2 separate regions of the Mus musculus genome follow, and region 2 is linked to region 1. Evidence: chromatin contacts called from public HiChIP or PLAC-seq data. All regions are on one chromosome and are shown on one strand. Each heading gives the region's core, a stretch centred on a gene start, on an enhancer-like site or on the middle of the called end of the contact. The rest is flanking DNA. Distances are from core to core; before and after follow the strand shown.

The links. HiChIP or PLAC-seq counts read pairs in DNA pulled down with a chosen protein or histone mark.
Region 2: a contact with region 1 is called in an H3K4me3 HiChIP or PLAC-seq map of embryonic basal ganglia, with 6 times the contacts expected there. The contact joins the promoter of Adgrb1 here to the enhancer-like site in region 1. A contact is called at or near these places in 11 of 39 promoter capture datasets (the 3T3-L1 cell line, 3T3-L1-derived adipocytes, the C10 cell line and 8 more), 1 of 15 datasets of contacts at CTCF or cohesin (large pre-B cells), 5 of 484 Hi-C or Micro-C datasets (cerebellum, embryonic stem cells and stem cell-derived neural progenitor cells), 16 of 115 datasets of contacts at active chromatin or transcription factors (VIP interneurons, craniofacial prominence, embryonic basal ganglia and 9 more) and 2 of 9 other capture datasets (embryonic stem cells and pancreatic islet).

Annotation. Positions count from the first base shown.
Region 1 is chr15:73,931,253-73,934,741 of GRCm38.p6, forward strand. No RefSeq gene overlaps it. Among named protein-coding and RNA genes, the nearest start is that of Gm52173, 29 kb to the left of the region's middle. Within about 2 kb of position 1,974, at least 24 of the 459 cell types and tissues checked have an H3K27ac peak or open chromatin away from gene starts, as enhancers often do. A contact at or near this core is called in embryonic basal ganglia, where this site is marked.
Region 2 is chr15:74,514,372-74,517,860 of GRCm38.p6, forward strand. Adgrb1 (adhesion G protein-coupled receptor B1) reads left to right here and starts at 1,825. Exons shown (of 31, transcript NM_174991.3): 1 at 1,825-2,495.

The sequences.
Region 1 (3,489 bases), core at 724-3,223:
TCCCGCTGTCCCCGAGGAAGAATGACACCTTCTTGGTATCACTCGTAGCCTCCCATTTGTCCGATCCTAGCATATATTACTTGGCTGAGTTGTTTCTGAAATGAGGTCTGTCCTGAATGGAGTGGTCCTCTGAATGGGCCCACAAGCAGCCCCTCCACCTCCCTCTGCCTCTCTCTCTCTTCTCTGAGGACTGTTTGTAGAGGGACAGACCTGTCCTTGCAGGGTGGATCTGGTCATTTCTTGCGCCTCAGTAGGCAGAAAGGGTAATATTTAGCTTTCCAGTTGGCAGCCAGAGCTACAGGCCCCCATGAAGGGCATTATGGGGGCTGAGGTTTGGGGCAATATTAGAAGGCTTTTAGCACCAGAAGAGAGGTAGAGTCCAGTACCTGCATGGGAGGCTGGAGTTTAATATTGGCCCCCTGAGGTGGCCTCCCCCTTCCCTCAAGCAGGTCTCTCAAGCTTGCCTAAGCTGGAGTGGTGGTTTAAATGAAAATGGCCCCTATAGACTCATAGGGAGTGGCATTATTGTAGTGTGGCCTTGTTGAAAGAAGTTTGTCACTGGGGGTGGGCTTTGAGGTTTCAGAAGCTCAAGCCAGGCCCAGTCTCTCTCTCTCTCTCTCTCTCTCTCTCTCTCTCTCTCTCTCTCTCTCTCTCACACACACACACACACACACACACACACACACACACACACACATCTTGCTGCCTGCTGGTCTGGATGTAGGACTCTCAGCTAACTCACAGGCACCATGTCTGACTGTGTCCTGCCACGCTTCCTACATGACAATAAATGGCCTAAACTTCTGAACTGCAAGCTAGTCCAAATTAAACACTTGCTTTCCTTTATAAGAGTTGCTGTGGTCACGGTGTCTCTCCACAGCAATAGAAACCTTAAGACAGCTGACTGGGACAATATTATAATTTGAATGTGCATCAGGCTCTGAACAGCCCATAAGTGGGTTGCAGCACAGAGAAGGAAAGAGCTCTGCCTAAGGTCTCACAGCATGTTTCTGGTAGAGTCAAGCTTTATGTCTGACGATGCTCTCTGTCATGTTTTTTTTTTCTGGTCCCCTGAGCTTGGAAAAATGTGGCACCTTGCATCAGGCGTCCTAATCTGCAGGTGCTCCTCATTTGAGCCAAGAGGGACATACCTCTACTCTAGAAAGCAGATCCAGCAAATACATCATAACTTGACCCTGGACCCACCTCTCTAGCCTCAGTTACTCTTGATGTCTCCTTCCCATATTCCCTAGAACTCAGTGCTTATCATGTGCAGACAGGCACTGGGGTCTTCTGAGCCTTTGTAAGGGCATCATCCTCCTGAATCCTAGCCTGAAAACTCGTATACACCCTACAAAGCCCTGCTGAGTCAATGCTTCCTATCCAGTCCCTCTGACCCTCTTCTGCCTTGGCATGGCCACTGATAGTCCCCAGGACAGAGACTCTGACTTGGCTACAGCCTGTGCTCCTTAAGTAGCTGCATGATCATAGGTTGGATCAGTTTCCTTGAGCCTTAGTTTCCCTGATCTGTGAAATGGGAGCAAGAGTAATAATGTCGTACAGAGGTGACATGACCATGGAGTGGGCTCATCATGCTTGGGGCATGCTTGTGCAATGAAGGTAGGTGATAGTAATGGTAATAAGTGTGTTCACTGTTGCAGTGTTACTCTGGACCAGGGCACCCAGGGGGCAGCAGTGATGCTTTCCTCCCCGTTGTGACTTGGGGATCATCTATGCCAAGGTTGTGGCTCCTCCTGCTCTCTACATCAGCAGCCTAAGGGGCCAGTAAGCAATGGCTGATGGGAGCCACAGCTGAGAACTCTGGGTGTCTCAGAATGGTCTGCAGGGAACAGGTTTTTCCCATGCAGCTGGTGAGCCCACTGGAGGTTCAAACATTCTGTGGGGTAAACAAAGTAGCCTGTAGGCCCCCTGGCCTGTCAGCTGGCAAGCAGAGGAGACTCTCAGAGCCCTGTGGGACTCGCTTGTCTTCCACACCTGCAGTTCGCTCGCTGGTGTGTACAAACACCCCCATTACGCCTGATTACAAGCCATTAGAGTAATTAGGGTGGCCCTCCACCCCCCGGGGCTGGGAGCCAGCTGTGCTGGGGTCTGGGGCAGAATAGCAAGCAGCTTCCTCACAGGCAGGCTTGGGGCAAGCTGGAGCTAGGGGGCTTGGGAGGCAGGTCCTCTTGGGCTCAGGTAACCTGTCCTCTGGGCCCTGGTATACCCCTGTGGTGGGCATGGGCTCACATGGTGGGCAGCTCTTTCTCCTGCTGTCCCCGAAAAGCTGTCTCTGCTCTCTTTGCATTTGCTATCCTGCCCTGTTACTCTGCACTCAAAGGCTGCCTGGGGTCAGGACTTCTTGGCTGGGGGCTGGGGTTTGGGGGCTGGGGGCTGGGGGGGTATGCTGTGCACAATGGACTGGGAGCTACATGGCCGGCCTCTGCCCACTAGATGCCAGTAGTACCCTCTGTCCATGTTATATCAACTAGAACACTTCCAGACATTACCAAGTGTCCCCTGGGGCGGCCTCCACCCCTCTGAGAGCCTGCTGGGATCTCAGATCCTGATTTGTCATTCTGCCAGAGAGCTGCCACATTCTTCTGCTTTATCTGGTCTGTCAGTGTTGTAGCTCTTCCCTCCCTCCTCCCTGCCTTCCCTCCTCCTTCTCTTCCCCCTCCTCCTCTCCTCCCCACCTCCTCTTTTATCCACCCATAGAAGCCTTTCAAGCCAGAGTGCTTATTCACCTCTGGCCTGTCACCCCCAGGGATGCCCAAGTCAGACAGACCTCACATCGTCACTGCTCTGACCCTCCACACAGAGCTAGCAGCCCCATCCTGCTGGACTTAAAAAAGCCATTTGAGGTACACACTTGCCCAGGGGAAAAGAAAAGAGGCCGGATACTGTTTGTTCTGGGACTCGGGAGTGCGGGGGTGCCTCAGAGCTCGGCCAGGGATGTCCTCACTATGGCCTTGTTCTTTTTTTTTTTTTTTTTTTTGTAACCTGCTCACAGCCTGGCCCAGACTCACTGGCCATATCTTTAATTGGGTAATTTCACCAATTTTATGATAATAACTTTTTCAATTCCTAGTTGCCTGAAGTTGGGACGCTTTTATAAGGCTGGGGTATCATGGTTGCCGTGGTGGGGAGATAGCTAGGGTGCAGCTTGCTCACGTGGAGACTGGAACTTGGTGAGAACTGATAAGACATTGGTGACATGTCTGCCTGGCTCTTTATTACTCGATCTCCCTGCATATGTGACATGGTGTGACATTGCTTTAAGGAGTGCTGGCTGGTCCCAAAGACGCTCCATCCTTTGGATTGCCCTGGGTGAGGGAATCCAAGGGACTTGGAACTTTCGAGGATAAAGCAGGGAACCCCCCAGGAAATGAGATCACTGGCTCCGTTGTCCTCCCTTCCTTGGGTCAGGGTTGACTCCGTGACTGTTTTGGTAACTGAATGTGACTAACTATGTGCTAACAAACAATT
Region 2 (3,489 bases), core at 575-3,074, 580 kb after region 1:
CAGATCCCCAGATCCCTGCCAGGGATTTCTGCTGTCTTCTCTTATCAGCAAGAAACAAGTGTGGAAAGTGCTTGGATCCTGACTCAGCCTCGCTGCTGCTCAGCTGTCTCTTGGCCTGATATCAGAGGCCCCCTGGTGACCACAGGCTGTTACTGCAGCTAAAAAAGGCCAAAGCAGGGCTAACTAAACTCCAGGGGCTGGAAGATTCAGAGGCCCAGCAGGAGCAGATGAGGGTCGTGAGAGGTCTCCTGGGAGGTATGCCGCCTCCTTTCTGGGATTTCAAATACCTTGGGAAGAATGGCATTTCTCAAGAAGCCTAAGTGAACAGGGTACTGACGAATAGGATGGTCTGGGCTTTAGTGTGGTCCTGCTCTCGGTCCCTCAGGACACCCTTGCAAGGTGAGGCCTTGCAGGAGTAACTGGTATGCAGAGTACCACGTTCAGTGCCTGGGTATCTAATTGGCTTGAGGTGCTTCCCAACACACACACACACACACACACACACACACACACACACACAGAGAGAGAGAGAGAGAGAGAGAGAGGTGTAGGTTGACTGTGATGTTGATGGAACTGATAAGATGTTTTAGTGGGAGTTACAGGACAGCAGTGTGGGTCCTGACACCTGGCAGGGAGAGTGCTGACAGTGGCTGTGAGTTTGTATTGTTGTTGACAGTGGCCTCCGAAGAGAGATGCAAACATCCGGACCCCATGTGTCCTTGGGTAGCAATGGTACTGCCACTGGTCTGCTAAAGTGTGCAAAGTAGTGGGCCCTGTACAAAAGGTTTTGAGTTCAGGGCAAATCACAAATTGTGAAACAGGAGCAAGGGGTCTGATGCAGAAGCATCTTGGTGGAAAAGAACACAAGGCAACTTTTCTGAGGCCAGGGTTTCCAGGACTCTTGTTGTCAGCCTAGACCTAGAGTGTCAAATCTTTTGACATTGAAACATGGCATTGTGGCCTACATATGTGTTGGGTCACATCCATTGTTGTCCTGGGATGTATGGGTGAACATACCTTATAGAGAGAGGCACCCCTTTGGGTCCCTAACAGAGGAGGAACCAGGGATCTTATGATGGAAGACAAAGCAACTGAGGTCTCTCTCCACCCATGGATGGAAACTGGCAGGCAGGGACACTTTAAAACCCACCCCCCTTTGACTCTGTCCCTGGCGGGCTCCCCTCCTCTCAGCATCACAGGACAGAAAGTCTAGACCGGTCAGGCCCAAATGAAGTGGTTCAGTGCCCCACCCCTGCTCTCCCTGGAAGGGCCCCAGTCCCTGCCTCTGACTCCATCTCTTTACCCATCACTCATCCAACCCACCCACCCACTCATCCACCTATGCATGCATCATCCTTCCATCTGCGTGGCCCACCCATCTATGTAGCCCTCCCCATGGTGCCACCCACCAAATCCACTTTCTTCCAGTCCTGCTCACCCTCACCCGCCTCCGCAATTCCACCGACCCTGACCCTGATGGCTACCTGTCCATCCATCAACCCTCCCGACAGCCTCTACCTACATTCACCTGCCTCCACCACCCACACACCTATTGGTCTGTGCACAGCCCTTAACTCCTCTTCTCCAACCATCCGTTTGTTGGTCCACCACTTGTCACCCAGATGCAGCCACTCCCCTGCTCCTGGAGGAGAGCACAGTCCCAACTCTTGGCTTTCCTGCTGCGTGGGGCAGGAGTCGGCTGTCTTAGGTGCGCTCGCCTGAGCGTCGCACTCCTTCTCCGTGATCCCGCTCCCCTCCTCCCAACCCGCCCCCCGCTCGCGCTCCCCCTCTAATGTGTGATCTGGAAGCTCTATAAAGCCTGATGTAATCCGTAATGCAGTCTCTGGCTCCCGATTCGGGATCCAGTTTCAGAGAGCGAGAGATTGGGGAGCGCCGGCAGCCGGGCGGGGGAGCAGCTTGCCTCTCTCCTCCTCCTTCTCCGCGTCCTCGGCCTCCTCCTCCTTCTGCCCGCGCCGCCCCGCCCCCGGCTCCGCTCCGCTCCCCCCCCCCCGCCCCCAGGAAGGGAAAAAAGGCGAGAAGAGCCGGGCAGGCGAGAGGACCGGAGCGGCGGCGCGGCCGGAGAGGGAGCGGCGGGCGCAGGCGGTGGTGGCGGCGGCGGCGGCGGGCGCGGCGTTGGCGGCGGCCCCGGCAGAGCGAGCTGAGCGGGCGAGCCGGCGGCACAGGCGTCCGCGCCGCGTCCTGGCCAGCCTCCGGGCCCGCGCGCCCAGCACAGCCCGCAGCCAGGGCATCCGGACCCTTCTGGCGCCCGGGGGGCTCCGCCAGGCAGGGGGTGGGGAGGAGCCTGAGAGCGCCCGCGGGTGCGCTCTTGGGAACGTCTCGGCGGGGCCCAAAGCGAGTCGGGGGCGGCAGCGACAGTAGCCCCAGCTCGGATCGGGCGCGCGGCTCGGCCGCTGGCGACGCGGTGCGCTCCGGGGGCTTTGCAAGTCGCTGGATCAAGTCCTTGCTCGCCCGTGGGGCCTCTGCTGCTGGGGAAGGTAAGAACGGCTCCGAAGGGGGTGGGGGCGCGGCGAAAGGGGGCGTCTCGCTCTGGGAGGGGGTCGGAGGAGGGATGGCCTCCCGGACTTCCTAACTTCGCCGTTTGGAGCTTCGCAGCTCTCAGGATTAGGCTTGGAGCTCGGGAGTTTGAAAGCCCCCCCCCAAGCCCCATTTCCCCAGCCCCCTTCCTCTTCTAGCGGCGGCAATGGAATCTGGCAGGTCCCTGCGATCCCGCATTGGGCGGGCTGAGGAGGGGGCGCCCTGGACGTGGGAGAGGCTTCTTGGTGCTCCTCACCTCCCCCTCATCCTTACCAGGCAGAGCCGGGCCAACCTGGCAGGCTCAGTCAGAGAAGCACCCCCTGCTCTATTACCCCCACAGACCCAGGGCGCGCTGGGGAAGGCGTTCCCGTGGTGTTCCGACACAGAGATGCTAGCAGGGGTCTGAGGGAGCCCCACCTGGCTCCCTATGCTGGCCCAAGGAGGCTCGCGAGAGACAACCCGGTGTGTCCCCCATTCCCTGATCTTACCCAGAGCCCGTTACATATATTATAGGGCCCGGCTGCATCTCATCCCCACCCCCAGCACAGAGCTGGAGGCGGGCAGAAAAGCCCCCAGACTTCCCGTCACAGCTCTCACCTACAGACCCGACAATGGCAGAGGAGACCCCCGGAGGCTTATCTCCAAATTCGGAAAAAAGGGCTGTCCTCGCGCCCCCACCATCACAACTGACACGCGCATACGCCCTAGCTCATTCCTTCCCGGTGTTCTTTCCTGTTCGGTTGGACAGGCGGCGCAGATAGGCTGCCCTGAACTTTGGGTCGGCCCGCTGCCCTCTCCGACCGAAGCAGCGGAGCTGGGCACCGAGCACTCCCGGTTGCGTTTCTCCAGTGGGCAGAGGCCACCAGCCTCCGCTGCCGCTGCGCTCTTTCGGAGCTGCGTGCCGTTGCCTCTAGGAATGAGCATGGCCCCCGCCCCCTCCTGAAATTCTGAGGG